2 separate regions of the Rattus norvegicus genome follow, and region 1 is linked to region 2. Evidence: chromatin contacts called from public Hi-C data. All regions are on one chromosome and are shown on one strand. The core of a region is the stretch at or near the end of the contact, and the rest is flanking DNA. Distances in the headings are between cores, read along the strand shown.

Region 1 (7,406 bases), core at 222-2,721, 210 kb before region 2:
GGGGCGGGGCTGAGGCGGTGGGGGAGGGCGGCCTCCAGGGACCCTAGAGCCCCAGGAGGGTCTTGCCAAGGCCTCAGAAGGAGCAGTTGCTGAGGTTCCCAGACCTTCGACGGCCCCTCCTACGGCCTGAGCCCTTATACGGAGGGCTTGGGCTTTGTTGCTTAGCAGTCCCAGGCAAGAGGCCTCCTTTCCCGTCCTTCAAGGCCTGTGGATGTCGCCTCTTCCCTGAGGCCTCATGGGAGCACCAAGACACAGCTGGCTTTCCCAGGTCAAAGGGTAGCTGTTCCTTCATCTGTGGTACACGCCCCCTCTGTCCTTTTTTTTTTTTTTTTTTTTTTCTTTTCTTTTTTTTTCGGAGCTGGGGACCGAACCCAGGGCCTTGCGCTTGCTAGGCAAGCGCTCTACCACTGAGCTAAATCCCCAACCCCCTCTGTCCATTTTTGTGGCGAGCTTTAGGGACAAGAGTGCCCCATAGCCACTTCTCTTTTCCCTTTCTGGCCTGCTTTGTGTCCTGACTCTCCCCTGTTGGCTCTTCCCAGTCCACTCTTACAAGTAGACGATATTTCTGCATTTCTGGAAGTAAATGTTTTCTCTGTAATGGGTCAGATCAGAGATGGGTAGGAGCCAAGCACTCTTCTGAAAACGGGGCCCTCACATTCTCTGTGTCCTTTCTCCCTTTAGGGTTTCCCAATTCTGGTGCCCATTCCTTCTCCAGGTCCTCTCAGTGCCTCTTGGCTTGTACCCTCACCTAGCAACAGGCACATCTGCAGCTCTGGAAGGCCAGGACAGAGGGGGAACCTGGGTCATCTATAACTTCTTTTCACCTGCCCTAACCTGGACCAGTTTGGGGAGAGGATAGGAAATTTATCCCAGACTCGTCTAGCCAATACCACTGCCCACTCCACTGCAGTGGGTACTTTGTTGAGCTGAAAGGACCACTGGCCACTACATTCTAGGGCGCTGGAGATACGGCAACCTTGACTTGGTCACATCTAGAGACTTAGGCCTGCTCCCACTGCACAAGCAACTGGCTGTCATGGGAGACATTCAGTGGAGTACTGTTCCTGCTGAACCCTCCCTGCTCTGCCAGCCTAAAGACTTCAGCTAAGTCCTCCCCTGCTCACTCTGGAGCACGCTGCCCAGTCGCACTCTGTGGGCCTGACTAGCTGGCACTCCTGCCATAGCTGAGCCCACCAAGGGGAAGGGCTGGTGATTTGAGGGTTGAGTGTGTCTACCTACCTGCCTCCTAGTCTCCTAGTGTGCTGCATTGTGAAGAGGCTGTGCTTTCACCTCAGCTCAGACAGCATGGGTTCCCTCCTCAGCCATCTTTTTTTTTCTTTTTTCTTTTTTTTTTTTTTTTTTTTTTGAGATAGGGTTTCTCTGTCTGTGTAGCCCTGACTGTGTCACTGTGAAGATCAGACCGGCCTCAAACTCAAGAGCTCTGCCTGCCTCTGCCTCCCCTGTGCTTGGACTAAAGGTCTATGCCACCAAACCCTGGTTTCCCATCTCTTCTTAGCTTCACTTCATTGATGGCACAACACAGTCTGCTGTATCCCTCCAAAGAGAAGGAGATGCAGGACTGCAGCTGGCAAAGGCGTATCTGGAAGCCCTCGAGCCTCTCCTAGGTGGGGTAATTCTAAAGGTGCTGTGAAGGCAGTGATTCTTGTCTAGCCTTCCCTCCTCACAACTCCAAGTTAGTACTCGAACAGTCTAGGGAGAGGGTGGGGAATAAAGACTTAACCGGCCACATCATTCTAGCTGTGGGCAGTCTGTTGAGCTGGAAGAACGGTTGGCCATTGCACTCCAGGGAAAGGGACATCAGCAACAGTATAACTTCGGACTTGTCTCATTCCCATGAAAATAGTATAGCGCAGGGGAAGGCATGGGTACTCCCAGTGGTAACAATTCCTGGAGCAGGACTTCTGAGGAAGATCCCATGTCTCTGCAGAGTATATACATCATAGTCTGCTCACTCTTGGAAGTTTAATAACCTTATTGTTGCTAGGGAGAAAATGATAAGACCTCAAAGTAGGAACCTGAGGGGTGTGTGGGGGACTGGTGGCTGCCTGGAGTTTGTATCACAATAGCTACTTATATCACGGCTCCTTCAGAGTTCCTCTCATGGCTGCTGCTGCTCTGGTCCAGTCAGGCACCTCCTTCCCTGATTCCAATTCGGACCCCAGGACAGGGCTGTCCATATTCCTCCAATGCATTTCCTCAAATCACAGGTATGGGAAACCTGGACCTAACTCAGATCTGCTTTTTGGTGAATTTGGCCCTGGACTCTGGAAGTCCAAATGTCTAGAGTTGTTACTTGCCCTGGAGCAACTGGAATGTTCCCCCAAATCTAAAGAGACCCTCATCTGTGCAGAACTTCCTCCAGGGTTTCAACTCTCAGGCTGGGTAGGAAGCAGGAAGAGCTACAAGCAGATATTTCTCTGGGGAGGTCTCAGCCTCTCTGTCAGTACTAGGAAGTGGCTAAGACAGGAGCTCCTGAGGTGCATCTGGGTTTCCGAAGCCCCTGTGGTTGAGTTAGACTTGACGGTTGAGCTAGGCTGAGCTCATGTTTTACCCAGCTTGTTCTCTAGGTTCACAAGCCAAGCAGCCATCCTCTATTAGCTAAAGACAGCATGCCATGGCCCAATCCTCATCTGCTTACAGAGGATCCATGACTTGTTCCAAAATTAAGAACCAGTATTTTTTTTAATATAAAAAGAGCAATGAAAAATTTATTTATAAATTTTTCACGATGGGCTACAAGTCTATATCATACGCTCAGGAGTGTGCCAGACTTCATACAGATAGAAGAGACCAGACCAAGACCCATCTGAAGCTTCAACATAGGTCTAGGAAGTCTTAACATTAATTAACATAATTAAAAAGGCATTTGCATGAAGAAAAACCATAGAGAACTCCTTCTGAAGTAATCTGTGCTTGTCTCAATGTTTGCCACTTTCACATTATCACTGTTCCTCCCACACTGGTTCATAAAAGTGTAGAAGACCAAAGAGAAGGACCAGGCAGCACAAAGGGCCCCACCCACCTGTGTCCTCAAGTGCTCCCCATTTTTGTACGCAGGGTCAGCAGCACTTCTACGAAGGGGAAACCTCATTTAAATTTGAATAATTCAGCCTCCCTTTTATTCCCCAGAATCAAAACAAAAAGGGGTGTGGGGTTGCATAGGAAATTGGAATCACAGAAACCAGGAAGTCTCCTTCCAGAGACAGCAAGTGACACTCCACACCTCCTCCAGCCCTGGTCCTTGGCACAGCCCCTCCCTCATGGCAGGATCCTCTGATCATAATAGGCTTGAGGGTGGGGAGGGGGCTGGGGAAGGCAGAAAGGTCACGGCAGCCCTTCCACTCATTCAGCAATACCATGAGAGATTCACAGTCTTTATAGGAATTTTATAAAAATATAAATATGGGTACACAACAGCCTTCACAACGCTGGATACAACGCCCTTTAAAATTGGGTTCATAACCAAGATTCAAAAAATACACCTAAAACTTGGCTTAAAATATGTTAATATTTTATATTCTGTCATAAATGTTATGACATTTACTTGTGGCAAATTCATTTACTTTTTTAAAAAAGTGTGCAACCGACTATTAACTATAATAGAAGTCACTAGGAAGGGTAACATGCTCTCAGAATCCCCACGTCCCAGCCACGCGGGCTTCAAGGTCCCTTTGGAACTTTGCTAAACCAGCTGGTGTGGAGAATGGTGGCCTCTCACGGGAAGGGAAAGGGAGATAGATTCTGGGCTCCCTGAACTCAGAATCCAGGGAGAATAACAGAGGAATGAGGTGTGGAAGATTAGGGACTTGGTGGGGGAGGGGCTAGCAATGGGAAAACCATAGGACTAGGCGGTATTTTCAGTGCAACCAAGAAATGGTAGACTCAAGTTTTTAGTTTTAAGGAAAAAAAAATGCATCTTTCTCCCATAACCACGCACAATATTTCCAAACAAAAAACTCAGGCGCACAAACTTCACCCACAAATATACACACACGTGATAAATAGTTGAGGACATCAGGAACCCGGAGCGTCCCCTTCCCTCGTGAGAGGGCGCGCAGATGGTGGAGCCCGGTAGTGGCTGCTTGGCGGCCGCCAGTTGTGGGAGCCACAGTGCGGGCGGGCGGGTCTCACGGGCGGCGGCGGGAGCGCGAGTCCGCCCGCGTCTTTCACCTTCCGGAGAAAACATTTCAAGCGGAGGATCCGGTATCTCGGGATTCCGAAGTCTCCCGGTGTGAGACTCAAATTTCAAAATGGACTGGAGCCTGCGCCCCGCCCCCACCCTCTAGGCGGTCGGGGGCCGTGGGAAGGCTCTGGGGCCCTGCGGGGCTCAGAAGACTGCCCAGGGGAGGCGCTCTATTGCGGAGGCTCGAACTAAGGGGGCCACGGACGCGCTACTTTGGTCGTGGCCGTGGACATAGAGACCTAGCCCGATTTCCACGCGGACCAGCAAACCTGGCGCACACCGAGGTAGTTGGCGGGAAGGTACAGCAGAGACGACGCAGGTGAGGCCAGGGTCCGGGGTCGGGGTGGCTATCACCGGCCGCTGGCCGCGTACTTGGCCTTGGTGATGAGATAGAGCACGATGTCCTGGTGGCCCCCGAAAGCGGCGATGTGCAGTGCGCTCCAGCCGTCGCGGTTGGCTAGGCGGATGTCTGCGCCGAATTTGACTAGCAGCTTCACCAGCTCCAGGTTGCCGTCGATGACTGACTGGTGTAGTGCTGTCTGGCCCTCCGGCCCGAACGAGTTCACGTTGAATTCGCAGTTAGTCATGTTCTGCAGCAGCGACTGAAGCTCCTGTGTGTTGCCCTTGCGCACCGCTTCCTGGAAGATGCGCTGCGTCTGTGGCGCCGAGCAGGTGGACAGCTCGGCTTGGCTCATGCTGCCGCAGAGCTAGGGCCCCGGGCCGCGCCCCGGCTCAGCGCGGGCGGCGGCTGCAATGCGGGCCCCGGGCTGTCTCGGGGCGTGTCTCGAGGTACGCCTCGGCGCATGGAGGGCGCTGCGCCCTCGGGCCCCGCACGCCGCCTCTGCGCACTCCGGGCGCTGGGGGCCGAGGGCCGCAGGCGCGGGACCCCTGCTGCATCCAGCCGCGCCCAAGCGGGCGGGCGACAGGGCTGAGTGCTGGTTCGCAGGACCTGGAGTAGCCGGGAGGCCGCGACACTCGCAGTCGTGGTCCCTTCGAGGTTAGGCTTCGCTCCAGCGGAACTCCACCCGCGTCCCTTTGCAAAACAGTTCTAATTCGCCCGCAGCTTCCCGGAGTTTTTACGGTTGGTTCTTATATTTGCATAACAATGGATGCTCTTGACGCACACACCAGGGCACTTTCGATTGGGTGGTGCCCACGTGGGGGCGGGGCGGAGGCGGGGTCGTGCGGCTGCTCCCTCCTGGATAGAGGGCGCTGATCTCAGCCAGCACCAGACGGGGTGGTCAGGCGGCCTCAGGGGTTTTCCAGCACCACTGCCGGATCCTGGGTCTGGTTGCTCCGGTGTATAGCCGCCTTCCGCAGTTTTCTTCTTCCTTCATAGATGTCGGGAATTGTGAGTTCCTCGAGCAGACACTCCCAGGCTGGGACCTAGTGTTCACTGTGGCAATTCCACGAAGTTGCGTAGTCCTCCATCACTCTCGTCCTTTCTACTCAAGTGTAACTTCCCAGGGAGCTTGAGCAGCAATTGTGTTTGGCCCCTTTACACTGATGAAAGGCGCTCCATGCCCTTAAGCCACCCCCACTGTAGGGGTTTCTTTGGCAGGCTGGTATATATTCTCTCTCTCTCTCTCTCTCTCTCTCTCTCTCTCTCTCTCTCTCTCTCTCTGTTATGGTGTGCAGTCTCACCACTCCTCCTTATGTGTTGTTTCCACTGCTTAGCCCTTGTCAGCATTCGCGACACATAGGGCTGGCTGGTGAGACCCACAGCATTGCCCTCTGAGGGAGCTTTGAAATGACTCATTTCCCAACCATAAGCCCCACGTTTTATTGACCACTCTTAACAACTGACCAGGAGGCAGGAGGTGCTGGTGCTGGCTGGGAAGGCAAGGCTCCACATTTCCTCATCCTGTTTTACAGCTTACAGCTTCACTGTGGTTGCTGAAAATTAAGGAGGAATGATCTTAAGACTTGACAGAGCAGGAGGCAGGGCACGTCAGGACTTGATTTCCTCTGAAGCTAACTGGGAATTCCAAGCAGGCAACTGTAAGCCTCGGCTGGGCAGACCACCCTGCCAGGCTCCATCTGGGGAAGCTCATTTTGCTGGATGCTCACGCTCCAGACTCAGAACTATATCATACTCACATGACCCCAACCTTACTCTGAGCTCTGGGAGGAACCATAGGTAAATAGAATGGAGAAAGTAGGCTCTCTGTGACCATCTTTGGGCAGTTGCCAGTAGGTCAACTTGTTTAAGGGTCACGCTCACCTTTTGGTAGCCTAAGAACCTGAACCTCGTGTATCCAGCTTTGAGACCTCTCTGGTTTTCTTGCGATCCATGGTCTATTGGGTTCTGCCCATTTGGTCCCCTATCCCACACCTTATGCCTCACTGTTCCAAGATCTTGAGAGGAACCCGTATGGTTCTCTCCACTGTGCAGGTAGACTGAGGTGCAGTTGGGGATTCTGACTGATGCAGGCTGTGTCACAGAACACTAACCCAGAACAGGGAGCACAGGGAGAAAAGGGAGTTCCGGGAGCTCCCAGGAGGGGAGCATAGGAGGACAGGATCTGCTTCCTGGTTGGCCCGTGGTTTAATGCATTCGCATAGGGGCTGGGGATTTAGCTCAGTGGTAGAGCGCTTACCTAGGAAGCGCAAGGCCCTGGGTTCGGTCCCCAGCTCCGAAAAAAAGAACCAAAAAAAAAAAAATGCATTCGCATAGGGCTTCGAGGTATTAGACAGGCAGGAGTCAGAGACCACACCTTGGAGTGAGCAGAGCCCTTACTTTCACCAAGCCCAGGGCTGTCCCTTGAAGGTGAATGGGTCACTGGATGGGCCCCTACCTAGGTGGGCTCCAGCCTGGCCTGAGGAAGGGCATCTGAGATGCTTGCCCAGAGCAGAGCCTGGGAGAAAAGTCCTGTTGACATCCGCAGCAGGCGGCAGACAAAGGGGCCCTGTGTGAGCTCAGTGTGGGAACACTAGGCCGCCACCACAGGGGCTGTGAGAGCTGGAAGGCTCGGCTAGTTCTTGCAGAATAGCATGGCTGGTGTGGCAGTCCTATCGTAGTAAAAGCTTATCCTGAGGACATTTTGCCCTGTGTTAGGCTCATAGCACAGACAGATGTGCTTGGTGTGCCACCACCTCTGTGCAGCTGAGATGGAGCCGTGGTCAGCTTCCTGAAGGACTTCTTAGGTGGTGGCTACAGGATCCCCTTCTGGCTCACCCTCCTTTACCAGGGCTGTGCTCT
Region 2 (6,888 bases), core at 741-3,240:
ATGTGGTCTTCAAAACAAAAAAGGACACTGGACAAAAAGAAGCCCCAAGGGTAGATCCATCTGGAGTTTGAGACATCCAATATCGGTTCACATCCCAAAAGAGAAATGACAGAGAGTCCTGTCCCCCGCCACCTGTGGTCTCCAAGAAGGCACTGAGAGTACTTTAGATATTCAAGGACCAGTTCCAGGATAGGGAAGGTGGCAGGGGAGCAAGAACTCAGGATGTGGGTGAGGGGTGACCCACAAGGGAAGCTGTCCCCAAAAGCTAAGGACAAAACAAAAAACAAAACAAAACAAAAAAACAAAAAAAAAAAAACAGACCTGCAGCTGTTCCTCAGTCCTCCAATATCCAGCCACCCCTTTCTCCCAAGCAGTTAGGAACGAACAGTGCAGGGCCCACAGTTTCTAACTGACTGCTGAGGACCAAAGCCCAGCCTTAAAAATGAACAGCGTGCCTCAGTCAGCCATCCCTGCCAGAAACCCAAAGAGAGCTGAAGGCCACACAACAAAGAACCCCAAAGGTACAGTCCTGCATCCTAACAGAGTAAGTGGGCGGCCTAGAGAACTCAGCTTTGTGATCCTGGTTGAAAAGGCAAACAATTGAGTCTTGTTTAAGGATGAGGAGGAATAGGTTCCACTAAGTACGCTCTGCAGAAGTTGGTGTTTCATGCCTTTAATCCCAGCCCTGGGAAGGCAGAGGCAGGAGGCTGAGTTCCAGGCCAGCCTGGTCTACAAGTGAGTTCCAGGACAGCCAGGGCTACACAGTGAAACCCTGTCTCAAAAAAACCAGTATGTTCTTGCTTGCTTGTTTGTTTTGGCAGTGCTGGAATTAAAGGCATTGGACACCACTGCCCCAGCCCAGTATGTTCTTAGGTAACTTCCTCGTGACGTAAATGTCACAAGGTGCAAATGTCACAAGATACTATTACCCCATCAATTGATACAATCTGTGGAGTCACTATTGCATGTGGTCTACTGTCGACCAGAACCCTGTGGTACAGTGGATAGCCAGTATGGTTTTGGTTTTAAAACTGAGGCACCCACCTCCCTTCTCCGGTGCCCCAGCTCAGCTCTCACAACTTTATCAATTGGAGTGCACGAGAGCACACCAACCACACCTTCCATGCTCCTCTGAGTTTACCTTATCTGAGGAGAGATACCAAATACAGTCTACCACAGTAGAGCAGCTCAGTCTGTAGCTTTTTAGGATTATTCTTAAGGATCTATTTTTTCTTGCTCATTAAAAAAATCCCAGCACTTGGGAGGCAAAGGCAGGCAGTCTACAAATCCAAGGCCATTTTGGTCTACAGAGTGAGTTCCGCAGATAGGTACAGACCCTGTGTCAATAAAATAATAATAATAATAATAATAATAATAATAATAATAATAATAATAATAATAATAATGGCTTTGGGGGTGTGGCTAGCGTTGGACTGAGAAAAAGACTCTTCAAATACCAAAGTCCTAAGAGAAAACAGTAACAACTGTGACCTTAAGAGGGGAAAAGAAGGCTTCATAATGATCTACTAGCCAACCAAGTTCCTTTGTCCACACTATGTAGAACCACTGTCTAGCAACCAGTGTCCAGCTGGGACGGGGAACTAGATTGAGTTACCACTCCCACATTCCCTAGGTCTTCAAGAAGCTTCGATAGACACCTGAGGCAAAGGGTCCTTCTGATCTCTGGAAAAGTTCCCCCTGTGGGTTTGGGTCTTACCCATGCCTGGTCTACCTACCTCGGGGCAGACATCTTCCTCTTTCTGCATGACTGAAAGCAAAACAATGTAGAGGGCGAAAAGGAGACAGGCTGAGACAAGCTGCTCTTCCAGAACCTTTACGGCAGGACAACTATAGTTCCAGTCTTGCCAGCTCCCTTCCACACAAACGCTCTTATTGGAAGGAACTTCAGAACTCTGTGCTCCAAAACAAGTTGTTTTCCAGAAGCGTCTGCTTTCTCTGTGTGCTTCCGCCTCCGGTAAACAGCCTCACGTGGTCTAAGTGGAACCCACAACTGTGGCCCGGGGTTGGGGTGGGGGTTGGGGGTGGGGAGTTGAGCAGCAGAGTCAGGGTTCAAGCGGCCACGTGGGGACTGCGAACTGGGCTTGGGGGGTGGAGTTAGGGGAGGAGACGAGAAGTGTAAATTGGTTGACAGTTCAGGGAGTTGGGGCAGCTGAGAAAGTGGCTCAGGAGGGAAGCAAAACAACGGGGACGAAGGAGGCAGGCAGTAGGGAAGTATGACGAGCTAGAGGGTGGACTTCACCCGGGCAGGGTGATGATGTACGCAAGGGGAAAGATAAGGAAAGCCGTGTAGAGGTCTCACAGCTCCGGAAAGATTCTAGCCCAGAAGGAGTCTTGATCAGAGGAGGGAAGGGGAAATAGTTATAGCCGAGGAGTAACCCCCGAAAGACCAGAGGACGGGGTATCAAAGGAGAGGGGTGAAGGGTGAAGAGGGACCCAGCCACAGCGGGCAGCGTGTGGACGACATCACAGACACGGTGCATATGGTGTGACCAAAGATGATTAACTAGAGGACCACTAGGATCCACGTAGATTTGGCCATGCGCCAGACCGTGGGGTAGACCGCCGGTCACTGGCGGGTCCTGGATAGTGACAGTCCGGGAAACAGCGGGTCGGAAGTGACTTGGAGGGTCCGCAAACCCCTACTCCCAACACCTAGGGCAGCACGGATGACACCCGCACCGGTCCCGCGGCCGGCCTTGGCGCAGCGGTTGTGAGCCTTCTATCCTGGGGCTGACGACAGCTAAGAGCGACGGCTCGACAGGCTAGAGCTCGACTGCCACCTCCCGGCTCAAGGCGAGAGAGAGCAGGGAGGTGGGCGGTGCATCTACATCCCGCTCTGCGCAACTGCGCGGATTGGCTTAGCTCCCTGGGCCACACACCCTCCGCTCGGCTGAGGCTGGGCATTGGGCGCCTTGGTGACCAGTCAGCGAGGCTCTTACTAAGGAGTGTCTGACCCCGCCTATGGTCGGAATCGCTGTGGGGACCTTGCTGTGTCTGTGAAGGAGCGGACAGGCGGTGTTTTAAACGGCTAAGGCTGCGGAAACCGTGTCTGACCTCAAGTCGGAAAGGGAGAAGAGTCTTGAGGGCCGAACTCTAGAGCCACCAGCCCAGGTCGGTTTCCAGTTGGCGCCGCCTGCACGGGGTCCGGGATCTTTCGCGGTCAGGGGTAGTCTCCTTTAAGAGGGATCTTGGGTCCTCTCTGCCTGTGGCTTCTCGGATCATTGGCTCCCACAGGACCCACGGCCATCCTTGCTCCTGGGCTCTCGGGTTCTGGGTAAGTTCCTCTGGCTCTGATTGACTCCCTTAGCTGCCTTGTTCTTTCAGAGCTGATTTATCCGGAACCCAGCATGGGTTTCCTGACTGCCGTGACTCAAGGCCTGGTGCGGGGAGCGGACAGGATGAGCAAGTGGACAAGCAAGCGGGGACCACGCACCTTCACTAAGAGTCGGGGTGCCAAGAAAACAGGCTTCTATACAAACAGGAAGTTTGTGCAAATAAAAGAAATGGTTCCAGAATTTGTGGTCCCGGACTTGACCGGCTTCAAGCTCAAGCCCTACGTTAATTACCGAGCTCCTGCAGGCATAGACACACCTCTGACCGCCAAAGCGCTCTTCCTGGAAACAGTTGCACCCGCTATCGAAAAAGACTTTAAAGAAGGGACTTTTGATGCTAACAACCTGGAGAAATATGGCTTTGAGCCCACACAGGAAGGCAAACTGTTCCAATTGTATCCCAAGAATTTCCCACGCTAGAAGACCGTGACAGTGGCTAAGGTTTGTCTACAAAGTGGAAACAATACTGACCATGCCTTGGATTCTGAGTGTCTCAAAGAGTAGGGGCAGCTTCCTTGTGCACTTCTATTAAATGCCTTTAGTATCTTGTACAATATATGTTCTGGATCAAGTCATTGACGTGTGCTACAGAGTTCATAACAAATCAGTCTGGGAGCACACTTCTCTGGCTCCAAGATGAGGGTAGTTCCTGTTGGTTTTTCTTAGGAAAACCCTAAGATGTAAGTCACAAAAGCAGTTAATGCCACACTGCTTTTTCATGACCATTACCTTACTCATCATAGCCCCTTAGATGGTTTTTGTCCCATTGAAGACTTAGCTAACCCTTATATTTAACACCTTTTATTTGAAATAATTGGGCCAGCAGGATCCCTTTAATGATAACCAAAATAGTTATTCCATCAAAAAAAATAACATGAGTGGGGAGAGAGTTGAGCCAATATAGTGCTTACCATGCAGTCAGGAAGACCCAAGTTAAGCCCGTGTAAAAAGCAAGTGTGGTGGCCTATGCTTGAGACCTCAGCAATAGGAAAGAGAACAGGATCTCTGGGGCTTGCTGCCCCAGGCTTGATGTCCTGGAACTTACTATGTAGACCACCAGGCTGCCCTCAGCCTGTCAGAGATCTGTCATGTGCTTTAAGACAGGCATCACCACAGCCTGTCTTAAAAGGCAGAAAGGAACAGGACCTGTGAGCTTAGCATTTGGGAATAAGCTTAGGTAGGTGAATCTTAAGTTTAAAGCCAACCAGCTTAGACTACATAGTAAGCTTATGATCAGCCTGGAATATGTAGGCACAGGGAAGGAAAAGATAGTTGGGAATACAGTTCAGTGCTAGATACCATAACTTGTCTACATATGTAAGTCCCTGTATTTGATGGAACTTCATTTAAAATAACATTTTCTTTTCTAAACACGTGTGTATCATACTGAGAGTCAGATGTATCCCAGTGCCTTCTCTTGCCAGGTAAGAGTCAAAATGGGAATCTCAATAGCTCCATAGCCTGATGTGACCCCACAGAACCATCTATTGAACTGACGAAGTTGTTAGTGCTATGATTAAGTGGTGAGTGCCTCACACTGACCCTTACAAATAATTCCCGTTTGTGCTCCCTGGAGCAGCTTGTAATGTTTACACACCTTTTATTCCCTTACCCACTTTTAAAATTAGTTCAGAGCTGGGAATAATGCCACTTCCAGTATCAAAAAAGGTAAAACTTCTGTTTAGGAAATAACTTCTGCTTATTTTGTAAGGTAAGAGTTTAAAAAGAGGGCTGTAGGGCTAGCACGGTGGCTCAATGGTACTTCCTGCCAAGCCTCACACCGGCCCTGCACATTGTCCTGTGATCGCCACATGTATACAGTGGTATTTGTGTACTCACAAAAAATCAAAGAAACCCTTTGATGGGCCGCAGGCTAGAGATTCAAGGGTTAGTAGTGCTCCCCACTCTTGCAGCACTTGCAAAGCTGTCTGTAACTCTTAACTTCCAGGTGATCCAATAGCCTCTTCTGACCTCAGGAGCAGCAGACACATATGGGCACAGTTAAACATTCATACACATAAAAAAATGACCCATGTGTGGTTCCTAGAACCCACATGGTGGCTCACATCCACTGGTAACCCTAGCTCCAGGGGGATCCAGAGTCTTCTCTGGCTTCTTCCAGCACCCGCACACAGACAGATGCATATACATAATTACATTTTTTTTAAATTAGGAGTTATTTACTTAATATAAGCAGGGACTTAAATACAAGTGAAGAGCTGAAAATAAAAATATACCCAAGACACTTTATTAGAGCTAGAAAATCCCACTCACTGCCACGACAGCATCACAGAGACCATTCTCAATGGCCAGCACTCCCCAGATCACATCCAGTATCCCTGCAAAGAGTGCAGCCTCAGGTTTGCTTTGTCTCCAACTTCCAAAGGTGGAGAACATGGTCATAAAAGGAGCAGGTGGCCAGGAGGCTGCTGTCAAAGTTGTGTCCACTAGGGCGGCGGCTAAGACCACTCCTCTTGACTGAGGGTGAGCAGGATCCTTTGCTGTTGCTCTTCCTGTCCTCTGTTAGTGGAAGCAGAGGATCCTTCAGTTCCGCTCTGCTGTGAGCTCTCGCAGGGCCTTCCCCGTGGTGATCCACTGTGTGCTCCTGAGAAGGGGCTGGCAGCTGCTGTGCAGCCTTCAGGCTATCGTGGTCTGCTGCTTTGACTCCCACGTCATTTTGATCCAAGGACCAGGCAGGTGTGGACTTCACGGAGTGGAAAAGAAGCCAGGACCAGTCAGCCCCATACACTAATGAGTTAGGCATCGTGTGGGAGGTTAGAACAGTTATGTCCTGCTTCTCCTCTGTAGTGAGAAACAGAAGAGGAAAAACAGCATTACTCAAAGCTAATCAGCCTCCATTTGTGGCCCATCAACTTCCACCAGTGGCAGCCATTCGGTTAGTCCACATTTCTTGAGTAGCTGTCAATTCTGTATAAGAATGAAGCTGTGGAAAGGTGGGTAGGAAAAAAAAAACACGAATTTTGCAATGTGCACTATGTCTCTGAGATCAGCCAGGGCTAGACAAGACTCACAGATGGGGCAATGCTTCCAAACTGGAGGATTTGGCAAAAGCTTTCTGGAAGTAAGATAGGAAGAGGAAAAACAACAAATGGGGGAGGGGGGATGAGGAAACAGGGTAAGAAAGATGGCTGCTCTTGCAGAAGACCTCACATGGCAGGCAACAGCTGCCAGGAACTCCAGTTCAGAGGTTCATATACCCTCTCCTGGTTTCCTCAGGCAGCAGGCATCCAGGCATGTGTACAGTGCCCATGCACATTCTGCCAGCCCCTTCTCAGGAGCACACAGTGGATCACCACGGGGAAGGCCCTGCGAGAGCTCACAGCAGAGTGGAACTGAAGGACCCTCTGCTTCCACTAACAGATACTCATAAGTATCTCAAAGAGAAGCAGTGAGGAGCTCAGTGCAATGGACAATGGCTAGGGTCTCGCAGCCTGAGTGGGTCTCAGAAGCAGTTTCTTTCTGGTAACTTCCCTGGAAAGCTTGGCAGATGAGGAAAGTGTCAGAAATAAATAAA

The links. A called contact is a pair of places that touch in the nucleus more often than the background predicts.
Region 1: a Hi-C map of the A7r5 cell line shows a contact between it and region 2, with 4 times the contacts expected there. The contact joins the promoter of LOC108350588 here to the promoter of Pnpla7 in region 2. A contact is called at or near these places in 3 of 12 Hi-C or Micro-C datasets (the A7r5 cell line, Schwann cells and frontal cortex) and 1 of 1 datasets of contacts at active chromatin or transcription factors (oligodendrocytes).

Annotation. Positions count from the first base shown.
Region 1 is chr3:28,388,591-28,395,996 of GRCr8, reverse strand. It overlaps LOC108350588 (60S ribosomal protein L23-like), which reads right to left and starts at 1,471. Exons shown (of 1, transcript XM_063284810.1): 1 at 1-1,471. It overlaps Nrarp (Notch-regulated ankyrin repeat protein), which reads right to left and starts at 5,252. Exons shown (of 1, transcript NM_001143750.1): 1 at 2,698-5,252. The coding sequence starts at 4,899. The coding sequence ends at 4,555.
Region 2 is chr3:28,175,853-28,182,740 of GRCr8, reverse strand. Pnpla7 (patatin-like phospholipase domain containing 7) reads right to left here and starts at 1,990. Exons shown (of 35, transcript NM_144738.2): 1 at 1,737-1,990. The coding sequence starts at 1,766. It overlaps Mrpl41 (mitochondrial ribosomal protein L41), which reads left to right and starts at 2,986. Exons shown (of 2, transcript NM_001013426.1): 1 at 2,986-3,132; 2 at 3,346-3,904. The coding sequence starts at 3,369. The coding sequence ends at 3,773. It overlaps Dph7 (diphthamide biosynthesis 7), which reads right to left. Exons shown (of 9, transcript NM_001394340.1): 9 at 5,568-6,155. The coding sequence ends at 5,710.